3 separate regions of the Mus musculus genome follow, and regions 2 and 3 are each linked to region 1. A link is a contact called in public HiChIP or PLAC-seq and promoter capture Hi-C data. All regions are on one chromosome and are shown on one strand. Each heading gives the region's core, a stretch centred on a gene start, on an enhancer-like site or on the middle of the called end of the contact. The rest is flanking DNA. Distances are from core to core; before and after follow the strand shown.

Region 1 (4,668 bases), core at 1,121-3,620:
GAATTGCTCTTCGTGCATTCCCAGCATCTCAGCACCCGCCAATGATGCACACCCAGCCTGAAAAGCCCTACTCAGTCCCCAAGGTTTATATAGCTCTTGTTACCCCCAATAGAGGAGAGCAGTTTCACTGAAGCCTGTCTCCAGGAGAGGGCTGTTTCTTCCACACGCACAGGCTGAGATCCTGCTAACCCACCAGCCCGGCTAAGCTTCATTCCTTCCAGTCCAACCCAGTATGCAAGGTGCTTTGATATCCAGAGGCCAGAGTCTCATCCTTTCACTATGCTCCAACTGCCTAACTTAATCTTATTTTACTTTATTTTGCCACAGGCTCTCACTATGCAGCCTTGGCTGGCCTGGAACTCTGCCTCCCTAGTGCTAAGGTTCATGGCTTTTGTCACCACCATACCTGGCATTCTCCATTGTAGCTTTTATAGCAAGTGTAATGTCAAATTTACTTTTGATTCTTTTGGTCAATGTCTTCTTATTCTACTTTAAATGAAACAGCATTTTGGAAGCTAAGCTGGATGACTATGAACTCTGGTTTCATCTCAAACAAATAAACCAACCAACCACAAGCCTGGGAGTTGAGAAGATAGTTCAGTGGTTAGTGATAATTAGTTGGATTTCCAGCACCTCATAATCATCTGAAACTCCAGTTTCAGGTGATCCAACACCTTCTTCTAGCCTCATGGGCACCAGGGACCCTCCCTGTGCACATACATATATTCAAGAAAATACTCATATATATCAAATAAACACGGACACAGGGACCCTGTGCACATATACAGGAAAGCAGTCATATATATTAAACAAACAAAGTAAAAGTTAAAAAAAATCCCACAACTTTTGAGTGGAGATGTTGGTCAGTTAGTGACTGTCTAGGGAACATGAAGTCCTGGGTTCAATCCCGGATCCCACGTGGCTGCACAGTGGGGGCTCATGAGTTTTGATCATAGCATCCATATTGGACTGCTCATAAACCAGCTGTGATATCAGCCCTAGGCTACGGCCAGGGGGATTAGAGGGCTGTGAGATCTGTGTTGGAGGGTGGGATCCGACTGCACTCACACACACGGACCCACGCAGAAATCATACACGGAATTAAAAATAGTAACAAACCTTTTTTGTTTTTGTTTTTTGGAGACGGGTTTCTCTGTGTAGTTCTGGCTGTCCTGGAACTCACTTTGTAGACCAGGCTGGCCTCGAACTCAGAAACCCACCTAATCCGCCTGCCTCTGCCTCCCAAAGTGCTGGGGCTAAAGGCGTGCGCCACCATCGCCCACTACAAATCTTTTTTAAAAAGTCAAACTAGCCGGGCGTGGTGGCGCACGCCTTTAATCCCAGCACTCAGGAGGCAGAGGCAGGTGGATTTCTGAGTTTGAGGCCAGCCTGGTCTACAAAGTGAGTTCCAGGACAGCCAGGACTATACAGAGAAACCCTGTCTCGAAAAACCAAAAAAAAAAAAAAAAAAAAAAGTCAAACTAGAGTGGTTGTGCACACCTATAACCCAGCACTCCAGGTGTGGAGATTGCTTTTTGTTTTGTTTTATAGAGACGAGAGTTTCTCTGTGCAGCCCTGGAGCTCACTCAGTACACCAGGCTGGCCTTGAACTCAGAGATCCGCCTGCCTCTGCCTCCTGAAGGATGAGATTATTGTCAGGCACCATCCCACCCAGCCTGAATTTTTAAAGATAAGTTTGAAGCCTTTTATCTTTTAAGATAAGGAGAAATCTAGGTCGGTGGAGCTAGAGAACACTTCCTAGGATGGGACTGAATTCCGACATTGTTACCACCTACAGGTCAAATTAAGACCTACCAAAACCTTAACTCAAGTGCACATTAATACTTGGGTGAATTATCTTTAAAACGTTCCTGGTCATTTTACCACTTATCTACCTGTGTCCTGTAGAACGCTTCCCTCTCACTTCCTTATCTTTCTGGACTTGTGTCCATGCTCAGGACCCCTTTACTCGGCCGTGCACCCCTCTCTCCCGAACTCCTAGGCTTGCTTTAGCTCAGCGCAGGAGGCATTCTTTCCCCAACCCAGCGCCGAGAAGCCTGCGCTGCCCATGCCAACCCTGAGTTTGTGTAAGTGAAACGATCGGCTGTAATTTTAAGATTCCACGTTCCCGCCACCACAAATGAAAGCACAGATTACCTCCTGCGCAGTCTCCGACCGGCCGCTCCCAAGAAACCCCGAAGGGGGCGTGGCTTCGGTCAGTAGGACCGTCCAGCCAATAGACACTCAGCGCGCGCAAGGCCCACGCTCCGCACCCCGCCCGACCACTCGGAACGGAAGTTGACCCTACGGGACCCAGACGCCGAGACCCCGCCCCATCCTAGATCCGTGTCGCTTCTGGAGACGAAGCGGAAGTCTCTGCGTACCTCCAGAAGGCTGGCGAGGGGCGTCATGGCCGCGGACAGTGACGATGATGTGCCTCCAGTTCCAACGCCCTCTGACGGTGAGCGGCTCCCCAGGGATGGCCACAGAAGCCTAAGGGGTCCTGGGGAGGGAAAAGCCTCGGCCCGGTAGCTCGGAGACAGGCCTGTAGTTCTTCTTGCCTCAGCTATCTTAGACTACAACTCCCAGTGTGCAGCGCGTGCAACTGCAAAACCCGAACTGTTGTAGAGTGGAGCAGTGAGGTGGGATGGGTGGTGTGTTTTGGACGGAGCCGGTGGTTGTCAGTCGGTAATACCAGAGTGCGTAGTCGTCCACAGTAAGTGGAGCTTGGGTTTAACTTTGGAGCACTCCGGTAGCTGTTGAGGCATCATGTATATGTGGCTTTATGGGATCGGTTTGTGTTTGAGATAGGAGCATGCTCTGTAGGCTAGCCTTGAACTCGTGGTCCTTCAGCCTAATGCTCCCTAGTCCTGGGATTACAGGCTGGAGGATAAAGAATCCTCAAAGGTTATCTAGTCCACTTTTCTCCTGATCATGATGCAAAAAAGAAATGATTTCCCAGTCCCACATAAAGGCACTAAAAGACACAGATGCCCTTTTTCCAAATTTAGGGCACTGCCCATTTCAGAGCTTGTGTTTAGAGCTGGTAGATGTAAAATCTTTAAGTGAAAGCTTGTCAGTGGGCACCCCTTTGCCCACATCTAGCTTGGTGTTTGCTCCACAGGGACCTTGTGAAACCATCTAAATCCATCAACGCCCTTATCCCCAGGTGGTGTCAACAAAAACACACAACCTGCAGAGGAGTTTGTGGTTCGGGTTCCTGTGGTAGACGTGCAGAGTGACAACTTCAAGGAGATATGGCCATCACTCTTGCTAGCCTTAAAGACAGCTAGCTTTGTGGCTGTGGACACGGTGAGGAGTGGGAGGAAGGGAGGGCAGGTGGCTGTGAAGTGTTTGGTGATGGGTGTGGAAAATAACCACACTTCCTTTACCCACCCATAGGAGCTGAGTGGGCTCGGGGATAGGAAGAGTTTGCTGAACCAGTAAGTATAAGCCTTGCCTGTGATCCCAGCTCTAACAAATATGTAGGTCTCAACCCAGAAGCTAGGGACTGCCAGCCCTGGTAGTTTGGGTTCTTTGTGAAACTAACTCATGCCCAAACCCAACTCTAAGGTGCATTGAGGAACGTTACAAGGCCGTGTGTCATGCTGCCAGGACCCGTTCTGTCCTGTCCCTGGGCCTCGCCTGCTTCAGGCAGCAACCAGATAAGGTAGGAATTACCTTCATCCCAGGTCTGAGGGAGGCATGGGGCCTGAGAGTTGAGATCTTAATGGTGGAAATTTTTCCTCCCAGTTTTTGGTAAAGTAGATCCTCATGTTTTTCAGGGTGAAAATTCTTACTTGGCTCAAGTGTTCAATCTCACCCTGCTATGCATAGAGGAGTACGTTATAGAACCGAAGTCTGTGCAGTTCCTGGTACAGCATGGCTTCAACTTCAACCGGCAGTACGCCCAGGGTATCCCCTACCATAAGGGCAATGACAAGGTAGCTCTCCAGCTTCCTCTGGCCTTGAGTTCGAGTCCCGTGTGGTTTATTTCTTGCTTGCATAGGCCTGGGGGGTGGGGGGTGGGGGACATGTGTGTGACAAGGCTCGAGAAACAAGACCTTTGTGGAAGGGGCAGGGCGGGGTTAGATAATGAGGCGGTGCTTCCCCAGTGGGAAACCTGGTTAAGTGTGCTGACTGGGTGCTGACTGGGCATCGTTGTCCTTCCCCTTCCACCTAGGGAGATGAGAGCCAGAGCCAGTCGGTACGGACGCTGTTCCTTGAACTGATTCGGGCCCGACGGCCCCTGGTGCTACATAATGGCCTTATAGACTTGGTGTTCCTGTACCAGAATTTCTACGCGCACCTGCCTGAGAACTTGGGGACCTTCACTGCTGACCTGTGTGAGATGTTCCCAGCAGGCATCTATGACACCAAATATGCCGCCGAGTTCCATGCCCGATTTGTAGCTTCCTACTTAGAATACGCTTTCCGGAAATGGTGAGAACATGGTTGATGGGAAGGGGTGGGGCCTGGCATGAGCCTGTTTCATTCACTTATTTATCTAGTACCTACCATATGCCAGGCACTGTTTTTAGGTGCTGAAGATTCAGCAGTGAACAAAACACAACCCCCCCTGTTCTGGTGGAACTTATATGCTAGTGAAGCAATACCTTCTTGCGCTGTTGCAGTGAGCGGGAGAATGGGAAGCAGCGGGCAGCTGGC
Region 2 (4,230 bases), core at 971-3,470, 680 kb after region 1:
TCATATGATTATCAATCTGCTAATTTAGCTGATATACTTGAAAGGCCCCAGCCCCCACTGCAACACATCCTGTCCTCCCTGGTCCTTTTTCCTCCCCTCCCCTCTGACTACATAAGCTAGTCCCAATACTTCAATGAATGAGCTGTCCTGTGAAACAGTCTCCTGGGTTGGTTCACCCCTGCCTTTCAGCACCAAGACCCTGCTCCCCTGATCCTCTGCATCCTGATGGCCACTGGTGTACAATGGCTGAGGGGCAGGGGCGGGGGGGGGGGGAGGTAGGCCCACAGATATAGGGTTAAAAATTAGGGAGGTTGGAGGTTGAGCCTGGTGGCATAGGGCTATAATTTTAGCACTAGGAAGTAGAAACAGGAGGTTAGCACTGGATACATCAGACCCAGTCTCAAAAGAAGCAAAACAAACCTTCAAAAAGGAAATACTTGCCAGGTGTGGTGGTGCACGACTTTAATCCCAGCACTTGGGAGGCAGAGGTAGGTGGATTTTTGAGTTCGAGGCCAGCCTGGTTTACAGAGTGAGTTCCAGGACAGCCAGGGCTATACAGAGAAACCCTGTCTCAGAAAAAAAAAAAAAAAAGAAAAAAAAAAAAAAGAAGAAATTGAGATTAAAAAAAAAAAAGGAAATACTTATATATTTTCTAGGGCTAGGTAGAGTTTCTTTCCTTTAAAGAATATTTCTCTGTTATTAGAGCGTGTATGTACATGATGTTTGTATGAGGGTGCGCATGTGCCATGCTGTACATATGGAGGTCAGAGGTCAAGTTTGTGGATCAGTTCTCTCCTTTCACCTTGGTGTGGGCTGTGGGCACTGAACTCATGTCCTCAGGCTTAGGTGACACATGCTTTTATCCACATCCACACATCCCTTATACCCCCCATTTTGAGACAGATTTTGACTATACAGCCCAGGCTGACCTCATAGTCATGGCAAAGAAGTTAACTGTTCTTTTTGTGTATGTGATTTTGTTTTTCATTAAGTTGCTCACAGCCTTCTTGTCTCCCAGCAAGATATTCCTATGGAAATTAAAATTTCTTCGGTTCATTGTTCCCAAAAGCCAAGGAAAGGACATAAGTATCTCTTTAGTATATCCTCATTTCTGCTAGGCGGGCTGGGGATGACAGAGGGTCATAAGTTTAAAGATAACCGGGTTACACAGCAAGACCTTGTCTCAAATAACAACAAACCTCAGCAGTGACCGCCTCACGAAGTTCTACCACTATGCTATATTCCTAGTGCCCCCAAGACACCACACACACACACACACACACACACACACACACACACACACACGACAAAATGGGGACAATAAACCTTATCTGAGGATAGTAAATGATTTATAATAGCTAAGGAGATCCTTTTAAGTAGATAGTGATTAAGTGTAATGGGCATGCTATTTTGATTAGTGAGCACTTAGGTAATACATGGGGGCTATGTTAAATACTTTGAACACTTTTTTTTTTTCCCGTTCTTGGAGGGTCTTTCTACAGAGCTGTCGCTGTCCTGGAACTCATTATGAAGACCAGGCTAGTCTCACAGAGATCTGCTTGCCTATGCCTAGTGAGTACTATAATTAAAGGCCTGCGCTACCAGGCGCAGCTACTTTGTTCACTTTAATTAGACCCTGTGAATAATCCCTTAGGAGAGGTACTATAATAATATCACTTAAAGGAAAAACGGATTTTTAGAGAATGGGTGACTATGCCCCAGGAAAAGACAGCTAGCTTATTTCAAGACATCTCAGACCAATTGGCAGTGCAGCACCAACACCTCCGCTCACCTTTTGACTGGCCACTGGCCTTGCCTGCTTCCAGCTCAGATTTCTGCTCCAGGTCTGGCACAATAAAGAGCCTGAATCAAATTCCCAAAAATGTGCTGCCTTTTGAAATCTATTCCAGTAGCAACTCCTCCGCACAGTACTTCGGTGCAAAACATCTATTTGGTTCAGCTGCTTCGGCCAAAGGCAGGAGCCAGGAAGAGGGACCGTTGGCAAGTAAGAATTCTGGCACCTGCCTGTTGCTGCCACCAGGATAAGCCACAGCTCCTAGTGGTCTGTTGAGCCTCTGGGCGGAAATCCAAGACCCTTATTAGCCTCAGCCCTAGGCCCGCCCCTTCCTTTAGGCCGGATCGTCGAGCGTCAAGTTCACTGAACGCAGCCAATAGGGGACTGTGGTGGCAGAGTGGCGGGAGGTTCGATTGACACTGCCTGGAGGCTCTTAACGCGCGCTTTGGGAAGAGGAAGAATAAGGGGAAAGATACCGGAGTCGCTCTTTGCCTCTCTTCAGCTTCTAAGATTCTCCTCCTCCCAACCTGGATTTTTAACTGGTCCTTCCTGGGTTCCTGTTTAACTTCCCACAAGGCGTTCCTAGGTCTCTGCTTGCCTTCCTCACACTGAGGTTTGATGTCGGTCCAGCTCTGGTAAATTCTATCCCTCTCCTAAGAATTCAGGCGTCTCGCCTTCGTACTTAAGACTGTACTTTTTCGTAGGTGTTACTCTCAGGGAAGCAGCCCAGCTAGGGACGTTATTCCAACTCCACTTTGCTCATCTGCAACTTCAATCTGTCTTCTTTCCCATCCTAGATTTAGACCCAGCTCCGCTTGGACTTGGCTTTGGATATTTTGACCTTGAGGAACTTGGGGACCGACATTCCTGGTTTGGACCCAAGCCTCATCCTCTGATTGCATCCCCTCCCCTCATACCGACTCTTAAGACAATATTTTCAATGATATAGCAACTTCCTTTTATAGCATCCCCTGGTCCTGCATTCTCTGTTGCTGAGTGCTTTTAACTTCGCTGATGGGCACTTGACATTTGATGCTTCTGGGGCCAGGATGGTAAGTGTGACCTTAAGCTGACTTAAGGGGCCTGGCTGCAGGATCACTGCAGGAACTCACTTTCTGTTCTCCCTTGCAGAGGAGGAGCTTAGCTCCCAGCCAGTTGGCTAGGAGGAAACCAGAAGACAGATCATCAGATGATGAAGACTGGCAGCCTGGGACAGTAGTGAGTGTTTAGGGGAATAAGGAAAATGAGGTTCATAGTCATCTTGAGAAAGTACCTTTCATACATTTTTGAAGCTTTTTTTTTTTTTTTTTTTTTTTTTGAGATGAGCTTCTCACCAGGTCTGTAGACTATGGTCTGTCTCCCAAATGCAGTGTGTGGTCGTAGGCATGTGCCAGGCACACCTGGCACTTAAGGTTTTTTTTTTGAAACAGTGTTTCTCTGTGTAGCCCTGGCTGTTCTGGAACTCTGTTTGTAGACCAGGCTGGCCTTGAACTCACACAGAGGTTCCCTTGCCTCTGCTACCCAGTGTTGAAAGTGAAGGTGTTTGCCACTACTGCCCCGCGTAAGTAAATTTTAATGAAAATTTACAGTATACTAAGCATTGGAGAAGATTAATAAAATTGTTATCCTTGGGGCTGGAGAGATGACTCAGTGGTTAAGAGCACTGACTGCTCTTACAAAGGTCCTGAGTTCAAATCCCAGCAACCACATGGTGGCTCACAACCATCTGTAATGAGATCTGATGCCCTCTTCTGGAGTGTCTGAAGACAGCTACAGTGTACTTACATATAATAAATAAATAAATCTTAAAAAAATTGTTATCCTCCAGGTAGGTTCACTAGAAATTAATACAGTTTCAGTTTTCTTGGTGGGAGGAGAATATCAAAACCAAGGAATGGTAATGTTGGGTTCCAGGCCTGCCAAAAGTGGGGGTGGTGGTGTACTAATATATTCTGTGTGCTTCCCTAACTACATAGTATATTCAGGCCAGCCTGGAATACATGAAAATCTGCGTTTAAAAAAAAAAAGTAGGATTTTGGCATATGAGAGCTTTAGAGTTTCTCTGATATCCCTGGCTGCCCCTGAAACTTGCTCTATAGAGATCAGGCTAACCTCAGAATTTAGAGACCTGCCTCTGGTTTCCAAGATCAGGGATTCATTTGCCACCATGCCTGGCTGGGTGTTTTTTTTTGGTCTATTTTGAGACATGAATTCTGTTATGTAGCTCTCTGACTGACTTGGAACTCACTGTGTAGACCAGACAGAGATCCACTTGCCTCTGCCTGATGAGTGGAAGGATTAATGGCATGTGCCACTTTTTCTGTCCTTAGAAGGTACTTCTTGTTGGTGTCTGTATATGAGTATCGGCCTGTGAAGAGAAGGGCCTGATAACTGTTTCAGGAAATTCAGATAGCTTGACAAGTTGTTACAAGTGT
Region 3 (4,637 bases), core at 88-2,587, 750 kb after region 1:
AAAAAAATTCTTAAAAAAAAAAAGAAACAAAAGGACATGTGCCATCGTGGCCTCATTTGGCTCACTAAAATTTTGAAACTCAAATTCTCACTTGTTTAAGTCTTATTTTACTTTTATTGTTTAAGATAATGACAGATAGCCAGTCGGTGGTGGCGCATGCCTTTAATCCCAGCGCTTGGGAGGCAGAGGCAGGCAGATTTCTGAGTTCGAGGCTAGCCTGGTCTATAAAGTGAGTTCCAGGACAGCCAAGGCTATACAGAGAAATCCTGTCTCGAAAAACCAAAAAAAAAAAAAAAAAAAAAAAAAAAAGATAATGACAGATACGTATGTGACTTGGATGATGAGTACAATTTTTGGCAGGTGCTCATTCTATATTTGTATGAGTTACAGTTTGGGCACACCCTTTTAATCCCAGCCCTTGGGAGACGGAAGCAAGCAGGTATAATTTCCAGGCTAGCCTGGTGTACATAGAGAGTTATAGGCCAGCCACGACTATGTAGTGAGATCTTGTCTCAAAAATCAAAAGGAAAAGAAAAGAGTGTGTTATATGTTTGTATATGTTCATGCATATGTGCATATGGTCTATGAATGGCAGCTGCAGGTCAACACCACACGTCTTCAGATGGTCTCATGGAATCTGGAGCTCACTAATTCAAAGACGTTGGCTGCCCCACAACTTCCAGAGATCAGTTTGACATACTTAACATTTTTAAAAAATTACGACTTAGCTGATTATACTATATGGTGGGTGGCAATACATTATAAGAATAAATGTAAGGTTACAGAAAAGCTGTCTGACCTGTAGCTATGAAAACCAAGCTTGGCCTGGAACTCACAGAGATCCGTCTGCTTCTGCCTTCCAAGTGCTGGAATAAAGACATATGCCACTCTGCTCAGCCAAACGATCATTTCTAAAAATAGTGATCACCCCCTTTCTTCTTGGATCCTAAGCGGCGTAGTCAATTTGATAGTCTCAGAAAGAACACAAAATTAGGTACCGAGTCTTGAAAAGAACCGTCTAAAAGGAAGATCTTGAAACTGGCTTCTATGGCTTCCTAGCAATTCCGCTTCTGTCTATAGTCTGCTCTAATTTCGTTCTACCTCGGCAGCTTTCTCCATGCAGGTTGAGCCCAGAAGGCCTTCCCTGCAACTTCCTAGGAGCTCCTTTAGATGCTCTAGCACAGCCACCGCTTCGTGTGCGCCCCGAGGATTCTGGTGGGTGGGGTGTGGAGGTAGGCGGAGCCCTGGGGGCGCCGCAAGCCTAGCCCCGCCCTGTCTGCCGCTGATATTCTAAGCAGCCCTCAATCCTTCCCGGAACCCGCGAGAGCGCAGCTGCAGTTTCAGTCGGAATTATTGGCGTTGTTAGTTGACATGGCTGCGCCCGTCTTAAGATGTGTTCGGAAGCTGCTGAAGCTCGTGGACTTCACGCCGGTCCCGCGGAGATATCGATATAAGAAGAAATGGGTAAGGTCTGACATTAGAGGGAGACTTATCCAGCCCTTGCGTTTCCCGTCACTCACAGTTGCATTCGGGACATGAACTCCAGGGACCGTAACCTTCTTGGAGCTCTTGTCTCACGCCTGCCTGTCCTTTTATTAACCACAAGCCTCTTCCTGTTGCGTAAGCAGCCCCCTGACTCCGCCCCTCTCTGTTAAGTCACGGCCTGAGCTTTCATTCGGTGACGTTACATCGCCTCATGTTACTTTTTCTTGCTTACTTTTATCTTGCCCTTCCCACCCTTCTTTTTCCTTTTCTTTCCTCCCTCTTACCCTTCCCCTCCAGTCCCATGAACTCTTCCCCTCCTTTCCTCCTTAAAATTTCAGCCCCTTCAACTTCACCTCAAGCAGACTGCCCTAACAACTACTCCTTCCCTCCTGAGTCTCCGTCGTCCTGCAGGAAAGGATTCACCCCTGTTCTCACTCTCGAGGTGCCTGTGGCGCCCGGGAAAGACTTCAACGACCACCTTTCCTGTAATGCTGGCCTTTCTCCAAATGCAGGCAACAGATTCACCAACCCCCCTTACTCTAGAGAACCTTTCTCTTGCCTCACCATTTCTTCTCCGTGCTTACCTCGACGGATCCCCACCCCGCCCCCTCCGCCCCCAGTCCTCTCCTCCCCACCCCCACCGGAGAGGTGCCCCTTTGAACCCTTTTCTCCACTCCTAGGAAGGCTGTACAGACAAGAGCCAGCTGGTTCATCCTCTCCTTGTTTTGACCGATTCAGCCTTCAGGGGTCACCCTCTCCTCATCAGCGGAACCTATGTTGCAACTATATTGATTCCCCAGAATCTCAGCGTTCATGCCCTCCAAGTCCGCGTCTTTGTTATGTGACTTCCCCACCTCTCATTCATCAGGCCCCTAGAGCCAGCCCAGTAACTTCCCCTGAACTTACTCATATAACCTTGGAGACAGGCCCGGTGATTTCGACTCCCCTTATGCCAGGGTCCCAGGGAAATTACTCCATCATTTCACCTCTTCTTACCCATCGGCCCCTGAGACCTGGCCTTGCAATTTCACCTCCCCTTGCTCACCGATCTGTGGAAACTAGACCTCTAACCCCTGCATCCATTTCTCACCGAGGGCCCCACTGTCCCTCTAGAAGAAGTTACAATGATCCTCCCCTTTCTTCAGCATCTTCCCCACCCTCTGGCAACCCTTACCACGACAACCCTATGCCTCCAAACTCTTGTGAACCTAAACCACAGCTTGATGTACCTCTTGGGAAAAATGGCTGTGGCCCTCCACTTTCTTCTCAGGCAGGCATGTCTGGCTCTCCCATCTCACCTCAAGAGGGCTGTATTCATTATTCCCATTTATGCCCAGATTCCCAGATATCTGCCCCTAGGAGTCCTTTCTGTGTTATCAACCTACCACCTGAGAGTGCTGGTTCTCCTAGCTCATCCCTGCCTCAGGCTCTCCAGAAGCCCTGTGTAGGGTCCTTTCTGTGGGAGCCTGGGGGGAACTCTTACCTCTTACTAACCCCAGGTACTATAATTTCTGGTCCTTCCTGCACCACAGGACCACCTCTTCCTCAGTGTCCTAATCCTTCCCCGTATTTCCCATCTCCCCTGAACAACCAGTGTGTAGCTCCACCTCAGTCACCCAGAGGTTATAATGAACCCCGCCCTCCTACCTCAGCTCCCCCTCAAATGAAGTCCCCCAAATCCCCTGAATCACGACGCAATCCCTACAAGTGTCGGTCCCTAGACAATACACCCCACCACACTCCTCCTAGCCATTCTAAATCCCATAAGACCAACACCTGTCCTCAGCCTCCCTCCCAGTCCTTTGGCCTCTTTAGTCCATGTATGGAGCCAGCCATCACAACTACTTCAAATTCCTGCCCAAAAGAACCTCCCCCAGAGACCGCTGTCCTCAAAACTGTTGCTCCTACTTCCTGTCCTCATAGCTCGCCTTGTAATCCTGCTTTGCCCAGTAGATATCCTAAGAGTAGTCCCCACGTACCACCTCCAGTTTCCCCCTGCAATACTCATATGTATTCTGTGGTTCCTCCCACCTCCCATTTATCCCCACTCTCTAGTCCCCTAAATCAGTCTATACCTCTCCCTCAGCCTGCGGTTCTCCCTTGTGGCACTTATTCTGCTCCCAGGGGTCCGCCATCCCATATCAAGTCTGTGGCGCCTCCTTGTTCCACCCACATCTATTCTTTTATCCCTTTGAGAACACCCTTTGACCCCCGATGTTTACCTGTTGTCCCTCGAGCTCGGTTTTGCCCCACTACTGTTCCCTGTGGCATTCATACCTATGCTGTGACTTCTCCAGTCCCACTGAACAATCCCTCCCAGATCCCCTACAGCTGTTCTTTGCCTCCATCCAAGACCTCCTCTACCTGTAGCACTTCTGTCAGTTCAACTATTGTTTGTAGTGACTATCAAAGTAGTGACAGCCAGATTAACCACCAAAACAAAAGTCAGAGCCCAAACAAGAACAGCTCCCTTCATAATCAAAGCAAGAGTCCCCTAAGAAGGGGTGCCTTTCAGAGCAGAAGTCGGAGCCGGAGCAGTAGTCCTCTCCAAAGCAGTACTCAGGACCGTAATGAGAGTACCAACATGGGTGTCAAACACCATAAGAGAAGTCGGAAGCAAAGCCAGAGTCCTGCAGATGGTAAAATTGAAAGCCAGAGCAAGAGTCTCCAGCATAGGAAAAGTGTGGGACAGATTAAGAGTCCTCACAGTAAGAAGAAATAATGACCAGAATGCATGTTCTGACCAGAACAAAAACCCAGACGAGGGTAGAAGGTGCATTAACAAGACTGCCATCAGTAGTATCTCAGTTGTTACAATGAGGGCCAACTCCTCGTCTGAAGTCTTCAGTTCTTTTTTCAATCTGACTCAAGTCCTTCACTGTTGGCCAATAGCAGTCATTCTTCTTTAATTCTTACCTAAAGATTCTGTGAACTGTCTTTATTCTGCCTTCCTGGGAAACCTAAAACCTCTCAGCTCTATAATTCTGTGCATTACGTCGTCCAGTCACTGCATTATCTTAGGTGAGTGACTCATTGCTCTATCAGATGGGAAAGAGAATTATTGTTGTTGTTTTTGTTGTTGTTGTTGTTTTTCAAGACAGGGTTTCTCTGTGTAGCCCTGGCTGTCCTGGAACTCACTCTGAAGACCAGGC

What was found. Promoter capture Hi-C pulls out the DNA fragments that hold promoters and counts their contacts. HiChIP or PLAC-seq counts read pairs in DNA pulled down with a chosen protein or histone mark.
Region 2: a contact with region 1 is called in an H3K4me3 HiChIP or PLAC-seq map of the SCID.adh cell line, with 12 read pairs. The contact joins the promoter of Rad54l here to the promoter of Toe1 in region 1. A contact is called at or near these places in 7 of 39 promoter capture datasets (the 3T3-L1 cell line, cranial neural crest, embryonic stem cells and 4 more), 3 of 115 datasets of contacts at active chromatin or transcription factors (the SCID.adh cell line, bone marrow-derived macrophages and embryonic basal ganglia) and 1 of 9 other capture datasets (pancreatic islet).
Region 3: a contact with region 1 is called in a promoter capture Hi-C map of pre-B cells, with 2.1 times the contacts expected there. The contact joins the promoter of Nsun4 here to the promoter of Toe1 in region 1. A contact is called at or near these places in 3 of 39 promoter capture datasets (hippocampal neurons, liver and pre-B cells), 1 of 484 Hi-C or Micro-C datasets (uterus) and 1 of 9 other capture datasets (adipose tissue).

Annotation. Positions count from the first base shown.
Region 1 is chr4:116,805,261-116,809,928 of GRCm38.p6, reverse strand. It overlaps Toe1 (target of EGR1, member 1 (nuclear)), which reads left to right and starts at 2,370. Exons shown (of 8, transcript NM_026654.2): 1 at 2,370-2,461; 2 at 3,170-3,312; 3 at 3,403-3,443; 4 at 3,574-3,670; 5 at 3,786-3,944; 6 at 4,184-4,443; 7 at 4,635-4,668. The coding sequence starts at 2,410. Mutyh (mutY DNA glycosylase) reads right to left here and starts at 2,195. Exons shown (of 16, transcript NM_133250.2): 1 at 2,158-2,195.
Region 2 is chr4:116,121,679-116,125,908 of GRCm38.p6, reverse strand. It overlaps Rad54l (RAD54 like (S. cerevisiae)), which reads left to right and starts at 2,220. Exons shown (of 18, transcript NM_009015.3): 1 at 2,220-2,847; 2 at 2,927-3,013. The coding sequence starts at 2,845. It overlaps 2510003B16Rik (RIKEN cDNA 2510003B16 gene), which reads right to left and starts at 2,069. Exons shown (of 3, transcript NR_131048.1): 1 at 1,793-2,069.
Region 3 is chr4:116,050,511-116,055,147 of GRCm38.p6, reverse strand. It overlaps Nsun4 (NOL1/NOP2/Sun domain family, member 4), which reads left to right and starts at 1,337. Exons shown (of 6, transcript NM_028142.5): 1 at 1,337-1,464. The coding sequence starts at 1,372.